Linked DNA regions of Gossypium hirsutum: region 1 is linked to region 2. A link is a contact called in public Hi-C data. All regions are on one chromosome and are shown on one strand. Each heading gives the region's core, a stretch centred on a gene start, on an enhancer-like site or on the middle of the called end of the contact. The rest is flanking DNA. Distances are from core to core; before and after follow the strand shown. Region 1 holds the start of LOC107897656 (pyruvate, phosphate dikinase 2). Region 2 holds the start of LOC107897649.

Region 1 (3,930 bases), core at 1,124-3,623, 260 kb before region 2:
ATTAATTATTTGTTAATGTGGCAGTCCACGTGTATGACACATCAACAAAGTTAACAAAAATTAACTTTTCTATTCATTTTAGGGTAATTTGACAAACAATGCAATTTTAATGGTTAAAAAAAATAAAAAATTAAATGAATGGTCAAAATGAATTTTTTTGTAAAGTTGGAAAGTCGAAAAAATCATTATGCCTTTACTTATGATACTATTACCAGTTTTCTTTTACAGCTTTTGCAACCTCTCGTATTTTCTTTTCTAATTCAAAATAGGTTAACACAAATTTGGCTAACAAATTCTCAAGATATATTGAATTGAAAAATTGACATTTTGATTACTAACATGTGTTTGATAAAGTAATTTGGATATTTTCACTGCATCGAAAAAGAAAATTTTTAATGTGTTTTTGACAATTTTTATTAAATTTTATTTAATAATTACTTTTCAAAAAATACTGAATAAAGTAAGCAGAGAGTTACTTATATGTTAATGCAAAAAATAATTATATTTGAAATAATTTATTTTTTATTAAAAATTTGAGATATTAAAGTTATTGATTTATTTTATCAATTGAGTCACTTGTATAGTGACAAAAAACCTGTATTATTTTAAGTAATGCTTGACATCGGATCTAAGGTTTTAGCATTACACAACTCCTTCCCTCCTCCCTTTATCCTTCATCATAAATATTGAGTACTTAATATTTAATTTTAAAATATAAACTTTATAATAGAAAAAAAATCAATACTTATTTTTTTAGTTTTTTTTTCAAATAACATTTAATATTAATATCGAATTCAAATATAACTGTACTTATATTAAGTCCTTAATTAAGTTGGTGTTATGAGTCAATCGAGCACTAATTAAGTTGTGAAATTACTAAAATACTCATTTATATACAAAGTAAGTTATATGATTATGAGGATTCTTTTATCTTTTTATATTTTATAAATAAATAAAAACCCAATAATAGTAAAATGTGAAACCTGTGATACAATGAATTTTAAATATTTAACTTTATCATTTCATCGAAAGCATAATTTGGTATTTGTATGAACTTTAAATAAATATATTTGTTACATAAATTTTTTTATCACGTCATGGGTGTGTCATAATCTAATATTATTTTATCTGTTTTGAACAAATTTATCATTAAGTCAACTTAAACCAAATGATCATATATTTGTTCAAAATTTGACTCAACTCATTAAATTCAAGTTTTAGGTTTAAACATTGTGCATTTTTATAGATTTTATATAAAATATGAAAATAATATAAATACTTCATAATTGAGTTGAGATCTAATTAATAAGTAATATCAACTAGGCCGGACCTTTAAATCTATTTATTTTTATATACTATTATTAAAAGTTTGATTAAGTTGATGTCATTCATCAACTAAGTCCCAGCTCAGTCGTGAAATTATCAAAAGTTCATTTTTTTATAAACTAACAAATATTATTTTGATAGTATTTATATATTTTTATATTTTGATAAATTTTAAAAAAATGCATTTAAATCCAAGACATCCTAATTTTATTATTTTAACCAAAGTCACATTTGATTTTTATATCAATTTTTATAAATATGTTACTCCAATTATTTTTAGTTATTTAATATAATATAAAATTTTGATACCTAAATTTGAGACTTTTTTTCTAATGTGGTATATGTATTATTATTTTTATCTAATCTAGTATTTGTATTTGATAAAAGTTATATATTTTGGTATCCAAAGACAACAATGTTAACTTTATAGTATTTAAGTTCGATTTTAGAGTTTATTAAATGAAAATTAATTACTAATATTATTAACACTAAAAAAACTAACATTGTTACGTTCAAATACTAAATATATAACTATTATCAAATATATGTACTACATTGAACCAAAAAATTAAACTAGCATCGTGTCAAACTTAGATATAAAATTATGTATTAAGGATATAATATAATATAATATAATATAATATAATATAATATAAAAATGATAATTCAAATTGATAATGAAATTATTTTTTTTCTTTTTTGGTTGGATGGGATTTTTATTAATTTGTGTGCCATGAACATTGAAATTCTTAAAAAAAAAGAGGAAAATGACTTGTAATTTTGTAATGGAGCACAAAATAAATAAATAGTATTTTTACAAAAAAAAATAGTTCAACATAAGCAACCAATAGCTGGGCGCCACTTCAACGACCATGGTCCACCTGTTGAAAAATGATTCAAGGGAGGGCATTTAAGGTAATTCAAACAATTTAAAGTTCCGTTAGCCCCATGACTTAGCGCTGTAACCGTAATCCCATCCACTCATGTCATTCATCAAACCCTTTTTTTTCTTTTTCAATAATTCCAATTTTTTTCTCACATAAAAATGAATAAATTATCGCAACAAAAATAAAAATAAAATAAAATCCTATAACACAACAACCGCCATTTTCTTTTCTCCATCATCACTTCACTCCATTTCTCAGCCTCGAAGCTTCAAAAAGAAAAAAAAATCAATAACTGCCACTTTTCCCAAGCTCAGGTACTTCTTTTTTCATTTGATTATAATTGGTTTATTTTTCTTAATTTTAAAGTACTTTTTCTTTGTTGATTAAGCAGGTTGTTTGAAAAAACAAAAGAAATGTCATCAGCAGCGATGAAAGGAATAGTTATAAGACCAACACCAGATGTATATAAGCAGAGGCTATGGGAAGGAAGCTATTTGGATGGAAATCATAGACTTGATGTTTTTAAAGTTAAAAAACGTTCATTTTTGGGGGTGATGAAGCCAAGTTTTGGTAGTGTGGGAGTAATTACCAGTCGTCATATGATGCAAGAATGTTATTGTGGTTGTTGTTTGTTCCATGGGAATGGAAAGAACATGTGGAGTTCAAGACAGAGGCGGCTCGACACTCGGGCTGAAGCCATACTTTCCCCTCTCTCTGATCCAACACCAACCATGAAAAAGGTCTACCTTTTATATTTGTTTTTCAGTGATCAGAGTCCATAGAAATTCATTTCTGCCCGATCCTTCTGTTCTCGTATTACAGTTATATTTAAGGCATAATTTCGTATAAATTTTAAGTAACTGAATAATTTGTTGATAAAAATATCATAAAATCCCTTATATTAAGAATTAAATTATATTTTGTCCCTTTCACTAATTCTATGTATGTTAGATAAAGGAGTAAACAACTTTTTTATTGAAAATTTTATTTATTTCTACTATTGAAAACTTGACATGCCATGTGAACCTTATATTGATAAAAAAAATCTATTTTAGCAATAGAAATAAATAAAATTTTTATTTTTGATCTAATATACATAGACTAATTTTTTAATCTTTTAGTAAAGTGAAAAAAATATAATCTAACTTTTTAGCATAATAACTTCCATAACAGTTTTATGGTAATCTAAGTTTTCAAAACTTTTATGGTTTCAAATTGTCATATTGTATTATATTTTAATTATTTTCTCCTTTCATATTCACATGTGTCTAAATTAGGAGTTTGGGGTCATGATTGGGTTAACAAACTTGAGGTATGTTAATTAGTGAACTAGTTTGGTTCTTGGTCTATCTCTTTACAAACTTCAATGTTTTGGGTTGGATTCTTGGATTGAACTATCAATAGGCCCATTATATATCCAAAGCAGAGGTTTTGGTCTTTGGGTTAACATGATCCCATGGGCAATTCATGTATTCTTGTGGCGTTTATATATATAGTCATGTTTAAGTTATTTTATATTTATATAATATTTTACATGTTAGTATATTTATATAGTATTCATGCTTTTTCTATGTCATGTCATGTTTTCTTTCATGCATACTATGTGACTTGATTATCTTGCAATTTACAATATCATAATGTGGTTTAGATTTATTTAATATTCTTCATGATTTGGTGGCATGATCTATGCGTTAATCATAAAACTGAAAAATATTAT
Region 2 (3,787 bases), core at 539-3,038:
CAAAAATTTCTATATCTATCAGTCATTTTTTTTATCTTATTTATGAGGTGCAATATATAGAAAATTCCAATTTCTACGTTTTATTTTTACCCTAAAATCCAAACTTTACAAAAGCTTGGTAAGACATGAAGGAAAACAGCTATATCCAGACAGAAAAGTTATAGATCAACTCTGAGTTGGAAGGCACCCACTATATTAGAATAAATTCCCCAAAAAACATGCTTCTTTTTGAAAAAAAAATTATTTATCTGTAGATTAACATATTTATTTAATGTCTTCAATCAAATCTTGCCTCCAATTCAACAGTTATGTCTCCATAATTATAATAAATCAACAAGTTATGTCGTTTTCTTCTCCTTCCTTGGCTCCTCATTTCCTTTTTATTTTTTATTATTATTTGACTAAATTATACTTTTTAAGAGATAAATTATATGGTTGTGAATCAATTATTATAAATGATTGATTTTTTAATTAATATAATAATAATTTTATTCTTAATATTTACGTATTATATAATTTTAATTATAATTTTAAAATATTTAACACTCAATCTTTACATGTGATGTTAATTTAATTCTGGTTCTAAAAAATTTTAAAAAAATTATAAAATTATAAAAATTTAAAAATTATAATAAATTAAAAAACACATAAAAATTACTAAGTTATAGAAAACCTTTAACTTTTGCAACTTCGGCTCATGACTTTCCTCATAACCGAAGCCTTCATCCTTTCCATTCATCAACTAAAAATAGATAGTAAGTAAATAATAGGTGAGTTAGCATTTTAAAAGATGCAAATTCCAATGTATTTAAACACATTCTTTTTATTTAAGGGCGAGAAAGTATTGTTGGCTAGAAATAAACTTTTCTTTTCCCTTTTTTCATATTCAAACAATTTTCATGACTTGGATGAGTTTTTTTAATGTGAGGTTCTAAAACCTGATAAAAAAATACATGGCGAAGTTAGAACAATTTTTTAGGGGAGGATGAAATTCTAATTTTTTATAGTTTATATTTTTATAATTTGTAAAGGATTAAATCGAATTTTTATAATTTTAAAAGAGGCTAAAGTGTAATTTTATCTTTATTAATTCAATTTTTTTAAAAAATTATAAAGGCTTGGCTTTGCCCCTGAAACAACATGTCAGGTTCCTCTTTTTTCTTCTCTTCTTTTTTTTTATTTTTATTTATAAAATTTCTTAAAAACATTTCTCTTTATTTTTGTTTTTTTGGTTTTCAAATATGAATAAGTTTACTTTGATATTTTTTAAATTTTAAAAATTAATTAAATGTTAACGTGTCATCTATATTACAATCTATGTATATTAGCGTCAACAAAGTTAATAAATATTTAATTTTTTCATCTATTTTAGGGTAAGTTGACAAAAATTCAAATTCAATGACAAAAAGAGGTGAAAAAATTAAATGGGGAGTTAAAATGATTTTTATTTTTTATATATAAAGTTAGATTACTTTAAAAATTTATAATGAAGGTGTGATGATCAGGAAGGGAAAAAAACGGGTGAAAAGTTAGTTTGATGAACTAAGTTACCACAAAGTCAAGATAATGGTGTTATGATTTTAGATTCAGATGGAATCTACGTTGTTATCTGAAAATGCCTACTTCTCCTAATTTCTTCCACAATCAATTGCTTTGCGGAAGTGACATGATAGAACTATCGGTTTTAATGGGAGTGGATCAAATCTTGAACAGGGCCCAATTTGATATATTTACATATTGTTTTAGGTTGAGTAAAATGATTCATCAACCAATATGAAGCCCATGAAATGCTTCCAAGCTCCCCAATGGCCATGGCGGATACTACGATGCCATTTTAAGACCAACCAAAATCTATGTCTGTTTCTGAACCAAAGAGATAGAAACCAGCTAAAAAAGCAGACCACTAGAAACTTTGTCTTTATTCTCTTTTGCCTATCCATTCGCAGGCCACATGTTGGTTGTTTTGTCATAAAGAAAAATACCCAACACACTCTGACATTCTCAATTCTCACCCCATGTCTGAAATCCAAATCCAACCATTTATATGATTTATCTAATCCCCGTACTTTCAGTTTTTTTCTTCATATATAATATAGAAAAAGTGAAACAAAAAAAGGAAGCTAATAGAAAAGAGATTGGAGTGTGTGACTCTGTGTGTGTGTGTGTGTGAGAGAGAGAGAGAGAGACAGAGAGAGAGAGAGTTATAAAAATGTTGGCCAAAGAGTCGGGTGGTTCCACCTTCGATCTTCCCGAGGAATTATTGCAAGTATTACCCTCCGATCCTTTTGATCAACTCGATGTGGCCCGTAAGATCACCTCCATTGCTCTCTCCACCCGCGTGTCTTTACTCGAAGCCGAGTCTTCTTCTCTTCGAGACAAGCTCACCGAGAAAGACCAACAAATCGCCGACTTGTGTGCCCTGATCGATGCTCTCGAGACTTCTTTGTCTGAAACCTCGAATAAGCTCGTTAAGGCCGACCAAGAAAAGGTACGTTCCATCTGGTTTTCTGTCTTTAATTTGTTTCTTCCTTTTTTTTTTAGAATTTTAATGATTCAATTATCTTTCCTTTTTTTGTTCTTTGGTAGGAGAGCTTGTTGAAAGATAATGCTTCGCTTTCTAATACTGTAAGGAAGCTTCAGAGAGATGTTTCCAAGGTAAATTGTTAAATTGTTAATGGGGGGGGTTCACTAAATTGTTAATAGGACTTTTAAAATGTTGAAGATAATTTTATTTTTCATGCAAAATAAAGGGTTCACATTAAATTTTTATAACCAATGTGCATTCTTAGAATCCTGATAAGGGAAGGCATGAGCATTGCTTGATGATTTGGAATGTTTTCATCTTGTGTGTTATATGTATGTTGAATTTTGGAAATTTGAGTGTGCCCTTCAATTGATGTATCTGAACTACCAAGGGCTTGTGTGGTTTGAGCTAATTGGTGTTTTGGGGAAGTGGGAAGTAGTGTTGAGGGTTTTACTAGGCAATTTAGTCTGAGGTTCGACTGTTATGCGATTCTGCAGTTGGAGGTCTTTAGAAGGAAGCTTATGCAGTCACTTCAAGAGGACGATGAAAGTTCTGTAAGTAATTCCACTTCCAGGGATTCCCTTTTAGAATGATGCTTTGTAGATTTTTTACTTGCTAAATCTTGTTTTCCATACAGGCCACAGGGGGTCCTCCAATCATCGCGAAGCCAACACTGTCAGGTATGTTTTTCTTTTTCCTGTTCACTCAGTTGAACGCATTTGAACTTCATTTCTGTAGTGCATCTGTGATCTAGATTGAACATTCAGTGCACTATTAGAAGTTGTCATCCTTACAGTTCTTTGTCAGATGCTTACGCTGCTTGTCATTGCTTATGATGATAACCCTTGGTATCTTCCAACTTTCCAGAAGATGATTCTGCCTTGATTTCAAGAACTGCTTCAATGCGCAGCCAGTACTCTGATTCGGGTGCAGAGGATCGTGACTCAGATGGTACACTTCAGTCTTTGTTGGTTTTGCCATAGCTGTAGAATTTATACCTAAATATGTTTCTTTCCACACAGTGCACACTGAAGATCTTTCTGTTTCCATGATCGCTACTGAGAGCACTGAAATATTTTATTTTCCCCTTTTCTTCATATTGTCATCTATTTTCCTCACTGGGTACCATTATAGTGTCAGCCTCAAGGCCTGGCTTACCTCATGGCCTCCTGCTAGCATCACAAACAAGCACACCGCGGCTAACTCCTCCAGGTTCTCCACCAAGTGTGTCAGCTTCTGTATCCCCCACAAGGACATCTAAGC

What was found. Hi-C and Micro-C count contacts between places; a contact is called where the count stands out from the background.
Region 1: a Hi-C map of leaf shows a contact between it and region 2, with 2.7 times the contacts expected there. The contact joins the promoter of LOC107897656 here to the promoter of LOC107897649 in region 2. A contact is called at or near these places in 2 of 34 Hi-C or Micro-C datasets (both in leaf).

The regions. Positions count from the first base shown.
Region 1 is chrA10:23,984,059-23,987,988 of Gossypium_hirsutum_v2.1, reverse strand. It overlaps LOC107897656 (pyruvate, phosphate dikinase 2), which reads left to right and starts at 2,373. Exons shown (of 21, transcript XM_041079251.1): 1 at 2,373-2,527; 2 at 2,605-2,953. The coding sequence starts at 2,627.
Region 2 is chrA10:23,721,782-23,725,568 of Gossypium_hirsutum_v2.1, reverse strand. LOC107897649 reads left to right here and starts at 1,788. Exons shown (of 9, transcript XM_016823166.2): 1 at 1,788-2,488; 2 at 2,587-2,655; 3 at 3,022-3,078; 4 at 3,162-3,204; 5 at 3,392-3,475; 6 at 3,659-3,787. The coding sequence starts at 2,210.